Linked DNA regions of Triticum aestivum: region 2 is linked to region 1. Evidence: chromatin contacts called from public Hi-C data. All regions are on one chromosome and are shown on one strand. The core of a region is the stretch at or near the end of the contact, and the rest is flanking DNA. Distances in the headings are between cores, read along the strand shown. Region 1 holds the start of LOC123107033 (cytochrome c1). Region 2 holds the start of LOC123103704 (protein FAR1-RELATED SEQUENCE 5).

Evidence for each region. A called contact is a pair of places that touch in the nucleus more often than the background predicts.
Region 2: a contact with region 1 is called in a Hi-C map of leaf, with 3 times the contacts expected there. The contact joins the promoter of LOC123103704 here to the promoter of LOC123107033 in region 1. A contact is called at or near these places in 1 of 5 Hi-C or Micro-C datasets (leaf) and 1 of 1 datasets of contacts at active chromatin or transcription factors (leaf).

The regions. Positions count from the first base shown.
Region 1 is chr5A:415,813,543-415,817,748 of IWGSC CS RefSeq v2.1, forward strand. LOC123107033 (cytochrome c1) reads left to right here and starts at 2,479. Exons shown (of 3, transcript XM_044529042.1): 1 at 2,479-2,792; 2 at 3,053-3,232; 3 at 3,347-3,719. The coding sequence starts at 2,628. The coding sequence ends at 3,652.
Region 2 is chr5A:416,261,236-416,265,416 of IWGSC CS RefSeq v2.1, forward strand. LOC123103704 (protein FAR1-RELATED SEQUENCE 5) reads left to right here and starts at 2,013. Exons shown (of 7, transcript XM_044525373.1): 1 at 2,013-2,100; 2 at 2,303-2,390; 3 at 2,491-2,719; 4 at 3,292-3,982; 5 at 4,081-4,181. The coding sequence starts at 3,736. It overlaps LOC123103705 (a long non-coding RNA gene), which reads left to right. Exons shown (of 4, transcript XR_006449939.1): 4 at 1-95.

The sequences.
Region 1 (4,206 bases), core at 1,229-3,728:
GATTTTTTTTTAAAATTTGTGAAATTTTTAAAAGGTTCAAAAATTTAATTAAAAAGTTTAGAAATTGAAAATAATTTTTTTTGGAAAACTTCGTGCATTTGGAAAAGAAATCAGCAAAATGGCTCGTTGACCGTTATTGAAAAAACTTCATGAAGTTGAAAACGGTTACTAGTTTAAAAATAGCTCATGAATTTGATAAGAAAATCACGAATTTAAAATGAAGTTCAATTTTTTTAAAGTTCACGAACTTGGAAAGCTTTCAAGATTTGAAAAGGTTATAAATATGAAAAATGTCATGATTTTGAAAAAAATTCACGGATTTAAAAATAATCTTTAATATAAGGAAAATGTCAAAGCTAAAAGTTTGTTGAATTTTAAAAAACATGATTTAAAATAATTTCACCAATTTTTTCAATAATATGTTGAAATTGAAAAATAATCATGAAGTTTGGAAAAAAGTTCATGGAATTTGTTAAAAAGCTCAGAGCTAAAAGTTCAATCACTTTCAAAATTGCACAAATTTGAAAAAAAAATAATGCACAAAAAAATCACGAATTTGAAACAAAATTGCAGATTTGAAAAGATTCATGTATTCAAAAATATGTTCACAGAAAGTGAACCAAAAAGGAGAAAAAAAAAGAACATAAATGTAACATAAACAAAATAGATAAAGAAACGCGAAGAAAATGCCGAACTGGAAATCGAGACAAAACCAGGTGAAACGTAGAAAAAAATGGAACTGGAGGATGTGGGTCGGCCCGCTACTCCAACTAGTGCACCAGGCGTGTGCGCCTCGGACGAAATTGCCTTTAAGCGGCGCTTAGGGCGCCGAATAGGACTTACTTTATAACCGTGCTCTGTCGAGAACCCTACTTTCCGCATGGCAGAATAAACGAGCTTCGGCGCCTTACCAGCATCACCAGCTTTTCTGCGAGCTCCTCTGGGTCGTCAAACCAGTATTCACTGGCCCGGCCTCTACTGATTAATTGGAAATCCTTTTTACAAATCTCCTCCTCAAATCACACGATGCTTTAAAAGGACTTATTTAAAAAAAACATAGTGGTAAAACTTTTTTCAAATGCACATCTTCCTTTCCTGAAACTCTAACAACCTACTAGACCATTAGCGATGGAATCCCCAACATGTCAACCTACGTGGGCCGCGTCGTGGTCGCCACGACCGCCAGTTGAGGGAGAATGCTTCTGCCCCAACCCCATCCCACATCTTTTGAAACAGGCTTTCGCCCCGTTATATATATAAAACACCAATCAAATAGAGTACACGGCCAGACAATACAAAGGGATGAGGTAGGCCTCTTGCAACCCGCAGCTGTGACTGAAGGGCTTGCCTGTTTAGGGTTGGGGTTTAGAGTTTAAGGTTTAGGCTCATCTCCTGTCCTCTTTGGCGCAACGCTAGGTGGGAGACGCACGCCAGGAGACCCATGTAACAGTTAGGGACGCGAGCTGACCACGTGAGCGACTCGAGTAGCCTCAGAAGAAGAAAAACGTGAGCGACATGAGCCTATTACTCGCGGCGAGCGTGACATAGCAGCTCCCTGCATATGACGATCGGTTTCGCACTGACAGAAGGGTTGCTGTCTTTCAGGCCCGGCTACTGCTTTTCCCCGGCAAACAAGGATGTTGCCGTATGGCGTATGTCCATGGAACTCGGGAAATGTTACTGACACTAATTCAACGGAGCTGCTGGTGCTGCTGATTTGCCTTTCAATGTTGCTGTCAGAATGCCTCTGAATGTGTCAACGAGCAAGCCGTGTTTCTGCGTGCTGGTTTCAATCTTCATCTCTCCATTTTGGCCGTAGCAGAAGGTCTTGCCTGTCCCTGTCCAGATTAAAATAAAAGCGTTAGTTACTTCCGGTAGTGTGCCTGATACTCAACTACCGGTTGAGAGTTTATCTTATCAACCGAGGTTGGATGCTGCGTATATACGAGATTCCAAATTCCAAGAACAATGATTCTGACGAGCAATCATGGCCAGGGAAACAAACAGGAGGCTTTTCTAATTTCCCGAGGGCCAAATTAACAACGAGAACCAGCTGTTTCTGTAGGATGATTGCCATTCTGCCAGAAGGGCCACTGCATCATTATGCACGGACGGACGTAGTGTGATGAGCATGAACGGGAAAGGGCACCGCACCGCACCGCGCCTAGTGGGCGCTAGTTGCGGTGGTTAGGAAATTCCGGAGCCTGCCCTGGGACGCCCAACACACCGGCAGGCAGCAGCACAACCGGCCGCCGCCGTCCCAAAGTCCAATGGGCAGCAGGAAGTACTACTAACATCGATGATGGGATGGGCAGCCGCATATGATATGCGCAATGACAGCACCACGCAGCGAGTTTGTTATTCAGGAGTTGCCGGGTCCTGCGCCCCAGCAGGACGTTGACCGGAGTCTCCTTGCATTGCAGCATAGAATATAGAACTGTCTTGGCCGGCCTCAATGGCAGGTAGCGGAGTGCCTAACCTACCGGGTACCGGCTGGTCAGCTGGAGCACATCCGCCGCTGCATATAACGAATACCGCTTCCTGCTGCGTGTGTGTGTGGGTGTGTTCCTGGCTATCTGGTTCTTGACTCCGTCAACCCTCGCTCTAGCGGCGGCGCTGCAGTGGAGATGGGGGCGTGTGCGACGAAGCCTGCTGACCTCAAGGTAGAAGGTGAGGCGCCGGAGGTTCTGGAGGACGCCGCGGAGAAGAACGTCGCCGGTGTGGCTGTGGCTGAAACTGAACCGGCCGCCGACGGGATTCGCCGGAGGTCTCTCAGCGACCTGCTCAAAGAGGTACACAGCTTTGATTTCCTCTTCACTCGCTACTTTAATACAGTGACAGAAGAGCAGGTTTTGATTTAGCAGTTGCGGTCATGTTTCATTAGTCCATTAGTCACACGATAAAACTTGGTTTGGTAGGGTGTCAACAAGTTCCATGGATAGCAGCAGGGGATTTCTAACATCCCCTTTTATCTGGATGGTGTATCCTGCAATTTTATGCGATTTGCACTTCATGAGTCGAGAAGCTCTACTGATTCTGCTCCTTTTGACAGAACGACGAGAGTGACGTCGAGGCTCCGGAGGCAGAGAAGAAGGCTGAAGAACCTGCAGCAGCTACCGCTGATGAAAATGGAGCGACAGAGGAGCAGCTAGCAGTTGAGCCCTCCACTGCGACGACCGAGCCAAATCACACGGCCGAAATCCTGGAGCCAGAGGATGCACATGACGCGCAGGTGGTGGAAGAAGAGAAACGTGTGGATCCTGATTCAGTTCAGGTTGCAATTTATCTTTATGCGATTTGCACTTGATGAGTCAAGAAGCTCTACTGAATCTGCTCCTTTTGACAGAACGACGAGACTGACGACGAAGCTCCTGAGGCTGAGCCAGAGAAGAAGGCTGAAGAACCAGCAGCAGCTACCGCTGATGAAAATGAAGTGACAGAGGAGCAGCTAGCAGTTGAGCCCTCCGTTGCGACGACCGAGCCAAATCACACGGCCGAAATCCTGGAGCCTGAGGCTGCAGAGGATCCCCAGACACATGCACAGGTGGTGGAAGAAGAGAAACGTGTGGATCCTGATTCAGTTCAGGTTACTGTTGTTGATTCTACTGAAAGTGTTGAAGAGAGCAAGGTCGTGGCCGATACGTCTACCTGAATTATTCTTTATTTATTTTGAGGAAATATTTGTGCCCCTGAGATTGATAATGGTATTTTCTTGTTCATTTCCGTGCTGTAATGCTCAGTTTTTTTTTGGTTTTTCTGTGTATGTATTGCATGCCTGGTGGTGTAATAGCTAGATTTTATTGCCATTTCCTTGTTTATGCAACGTTATTACTAGATTTTATTGTCATGTCACGGTTTATGCAACTTTAGGGCGTCTCTAACGGTGACCCGCAAATTTCTTCCCGCATCCGTCCATGAACACGGATGCGGGATGCCGCTATTCAACTGCATATATTTCAAACTCTTTTTCAACAAAGCGGATGAAATTCATGCAAACTGGGCTGTATTTTATATAAACACGACGAATTTCATACAAACCGGACAAAACCGGACTAGTCTACGGCCGGCGCCGGCAGGTATCCATTCTGACGACATGATACCCTCGACTATCTATTGCCGGCCGCGGTGGGTCTCCAACGCTGTCCCCATGAGCGGCAGCGATGAGCCCCAGAGATATATGCTTCAGCGCAAAAGACGACTCACTTT
Region 2 (4,181 bases), core at 763-3,262, 450 kb after region 1:
TACTTTATCTATATTTGAAATAGGATATTCTTTGATATGTAATTTTAGGAAATAGTTGGTTTTCAATCTTTTTGCTTGAGATTCAGAAGATCCAAAACTGCCTCATACAATGGCTACTCTAATCAATAAAATGAGTTACATATATATTCAGAAACTATGTTGATCAGGCTACTTATATGCATTGGAAAACCATTAGATTCCTTGTTGCATTAACATTGGCATCCACGGTTACTTCTCTGTACATATTTAAAATGTAGATAAAATGTATATCCTCTAGCTCTCATGTGTTTTAGTCTCTCTTTTCTCTTTATTCAATTGAGGAGAAGCTTGTCCAATATCGTTTGAGATTGTTTGGGCATATTCAGCGCAGGCCTCCAGAAGCTCCAGTGCATAGCGGACGGCTAAAGCGTGCGGAGAATGTCAAGACAGGGCGGGGTCGACCGATTTTGACATGGGAGGAGTCCGTTAAGAGAGACCTGAAGGATTGGAGTATCGACAAAGAGCTAGCTATGGACAGGGGTGCGTGGAAGCTTGCTATCCATGTGCCAGAGCCATCAGTTGGTTGCGAGATCTTATGGGTTTCACCTCTAGCCTACCCCAACTTGTTTGGGACTAAAGGCTTTGTTGTTGTTGTTGTTGTTGTTGTTGTTCTCTTTATGTTGTATCACCAATGATGAGAAAGAGATCAGGGGCCATGGAGAGGGAGAGAGAGAGGTCTAAATGATTGTAGCCATACCAGTTTCATGTTTCCATGTATGACATTATACTAGATAGAAAACAGTAACTTTGTGTGGGTTGATTATACTAAATACTTCTAACATAATAATCTACATGTATCAATTGTTGCCCATTACTTGCGTACACACTATACCATAGTATTTTAGTAGTGCACCCTATAAAAAAAGCATCAATGCATATGATCCCTTATATCTCACTTCTTGCTTTACATGTGATTTTCTACCTTCAAAAGGTAACATGAGCACCTTGATTTCCTATCTTTTTAGACACATATTTCTTTCAGGGGTTATTTTTCAAACATCCACAACTCCTGCCTCTTACTTAATACACTACATTATTAAAGCTTCCCAAAGACAGTACATGTTTAAAAAAGTTTATATCTTTTAGTTTTACAAGCTCCCTAAAACTAAACCGCTGTGGAATAGGTGTACCTGCCTGCTTTAAAATGTGAGCTACTTATATAGATATTTTTTTCCTCATCATTCTTAAGTATTTCCCCTAAAACTGGGTTATGCATAGATGATGACTGCTACAACTCAAAGTAAATATTCTGAACCTAACTAAAGGGTTCTGATGATGGTGGCACAGGCACTAGCAAGTATCTAATGCATATACATGACTTCATATTATTTATCTTATTCACATTCACATACTAATATATTCATGATTTTTTTTTTTGCATTGTAGAGTGCTAGCGCGCTACATTGCAGAGAAAGCTTTGAGAAAATGCTTTGTTGGGATGATAGACAAGAATAATCAATCCTCATTCCAAGGTTAGATTTGTACTTCCTTCCCAGTTCTTCTTTACAAAGGACCAATCCTCTTACTTTATCCATTCATGTTGTCTTAATTTTGTTCCTTCATGGAAAAACATTTTCTCATTTCAATCTTTCTCCATTTGGTATGAGTATGGCACATGCTCTTAATTTTTTGACTATTCTTGGTTGATTAATGGTTGGTGTATTGCCTTCCACTTTGGATTTCTCAATCCTCTTGCTTAGGCTACGTGTACCATTCTGTCACATGCCGCCATCGATCTGAGCAAAAATTAGTGTAGATGAACCGAGCTATTTTATTGTAAGCTGTGTACAGAACTTCATGGGAAAATAATCATGTAGTTAATGTTTTATGAGAGCGGCGTTACTGAGAGCGGCAGCAGCTGAACACTTTATCATGTTCATTGGTCCACTTCTAGAGATATGCGCTAGTGGGGCCATATCAGAGAATACGGTCGTGGTAAAACGAATCTGATGCCGGAATACGGTTGTGAACAGTTCTGTACGACAGCTGGCTGGCACATTGTAGGAGCGTGCCGTGATGGCAATGAGCCGGTCCGTGGCTCAGCTCCGTTGCGAGAATGTGGTCCTCCGAACAGACACGCACGGCACCGTCTGATGGAAAAAGGCGCCGTCACCGCCGCAGTAAATGATGTATGCGTTGGGCAGGTGCGGGGCAACCCAGAGATATGACGGTCTTCTCCCAACAATGAGCAATTCCGCTCCACGCCCCCCCCCCCCCCCCCCCCCCCATTATCCCAAACCCTACCAAGTGAAGACGGCGCAAGTTCCACAAATGGCAGAGGAGGGAAGTGCGACGATGTGTGCGGAAGAATTGCAGAACGGGCTTGAATTTCTGCTAGATCCAGTCGACAGGTACGACGTATATCTGACCACTCTGTTCTTCTGGTCGCATAGATGAACAACCGATGGAAAAATGCTGACTGCTTCTTGTTTTCCCCCCCTGGATCCATAGATTTCCGCTGAATGAGGTCACCGCCGACGTTGAGCGGCCAGATCCGCTGGTGCTGGTGGACGTCCGGCGGTCGGCGAGCAACTGCCGACTCATCTTCCGCAAGTGTATTTGGTCATATCGGCGCTTCAACTCACCATGTCAGATCCCCTTGCAAGAGGCCGCTCTCACCAACGAAATATGCTGAGTCCACTGGGAAGGTTAACCCAGAGGCACCAGGGCGGACGAGGAGGTACATAACTGAATCATGGAATTTTTTTACAAAATGGGTACAATTTCAGTAGAGTAGTAGATAATCCTCTGCAGAAAAAATTAGTGTCAGCTATGGTGATGCAAAAAATAGAAAAATGTCTTATTTTTTCATGACTAGTGATAAACTCCTGAGATAATATATAACATTCACAAACTAAAAAGTGAGCCTCCCTCAAATTTCAGGCTTCGAATTGGGCGCGCTCCCCTTGATAGAGTTCCGTGTGCTGGTAGAGTAACTCCATTGGAAGAAACCATAAGGAGATATGCCGACAAACCTACAGAAAGTGTAGTAAAGCCGCAGATTGGGATGAGTTTTGATTCCCTTGGGGAAGCTTATGATTTTTATAATCTATATTCGTGGGAGCTTGGATTTGGTATACGATATGGCAAGAGTCGTCTCAATGTTGAGAGGACTAAATGTATGCAAGAGATTGTTTGTGGATGCTCGGTCAGCAACAAGAAACTCACTTGTTTTTATATACTTTTGCGAAATATCGTGACCTCTGCAATTTCATATCGAACTGTCTGACATGTGAAAGAAAATGTTTGCAGGGGAAACTTGAGCAGCAGAATAGCAGATCTTGCCGTTGCGAGTGCCCTGCGATGGTGAGGTTACTAAGAGCTGCAGACAATGGATGGTACATTGCTGAGCACCGGGCAAGCCACAATCATTCGCTATCTCTTACATGCGGGGAAAAGGTTCACTGGCCATCCCACAAACACACAGATGTGTACACAAAGGATCTCGTGAAACAGCTTAGGGAAAACAATCTGAACCTCAACAAGGTGTATAGCATAGTTGGGAGCTTCTTCGGATCAACACAGAGCGTGCCTTTTACAAAAAGGTCATTGCGCAATCTGTGCGGGAGAATAAGCAGAGACCAAGCTGATGATGATGTCAACAAAACCCTTGCCGTCTTCAAAGAGATTCAGCAGAACGACCCGGAATTCACATATAGGGTCTAGGGTGACGAGGAAAGCAGAATAAAAAACCTTATGTGGACAAATGGAAACATCAAGCTGCAGTACAAGTTCTTTGGCGATGTTGTCACATTCGATACAACATACCGGACAAACTTGTATGACATGCCATTTGGTTTGTTCGTGGGAGTGAACAATCACTTCCAAAGCATAATACTAGCTGGAGTGCTGATGCGCGATGAACAAGTAGAGAGCTTCCAATGGGTATTTTCTGAGTTCATCAACATGATGGGCGGGAAACACCCGCAGACAATATTGACAGGTTTGTGCCAATCTAAGCAAAAAAATGCATTTCCTGGTGTCTATTATTAGATAATTTCACATATTTGAGTCTGTTCTAATATGTTGTACAATTTGTAGACCAAGCACGAGCCATGGAGATAGCAATCCAAAGCGAGCTCCCTAATACTGTCCACAGGTGGTGCAAGTGGCATGTGCTTAAAAAGGCAAAAGAAAGCCTT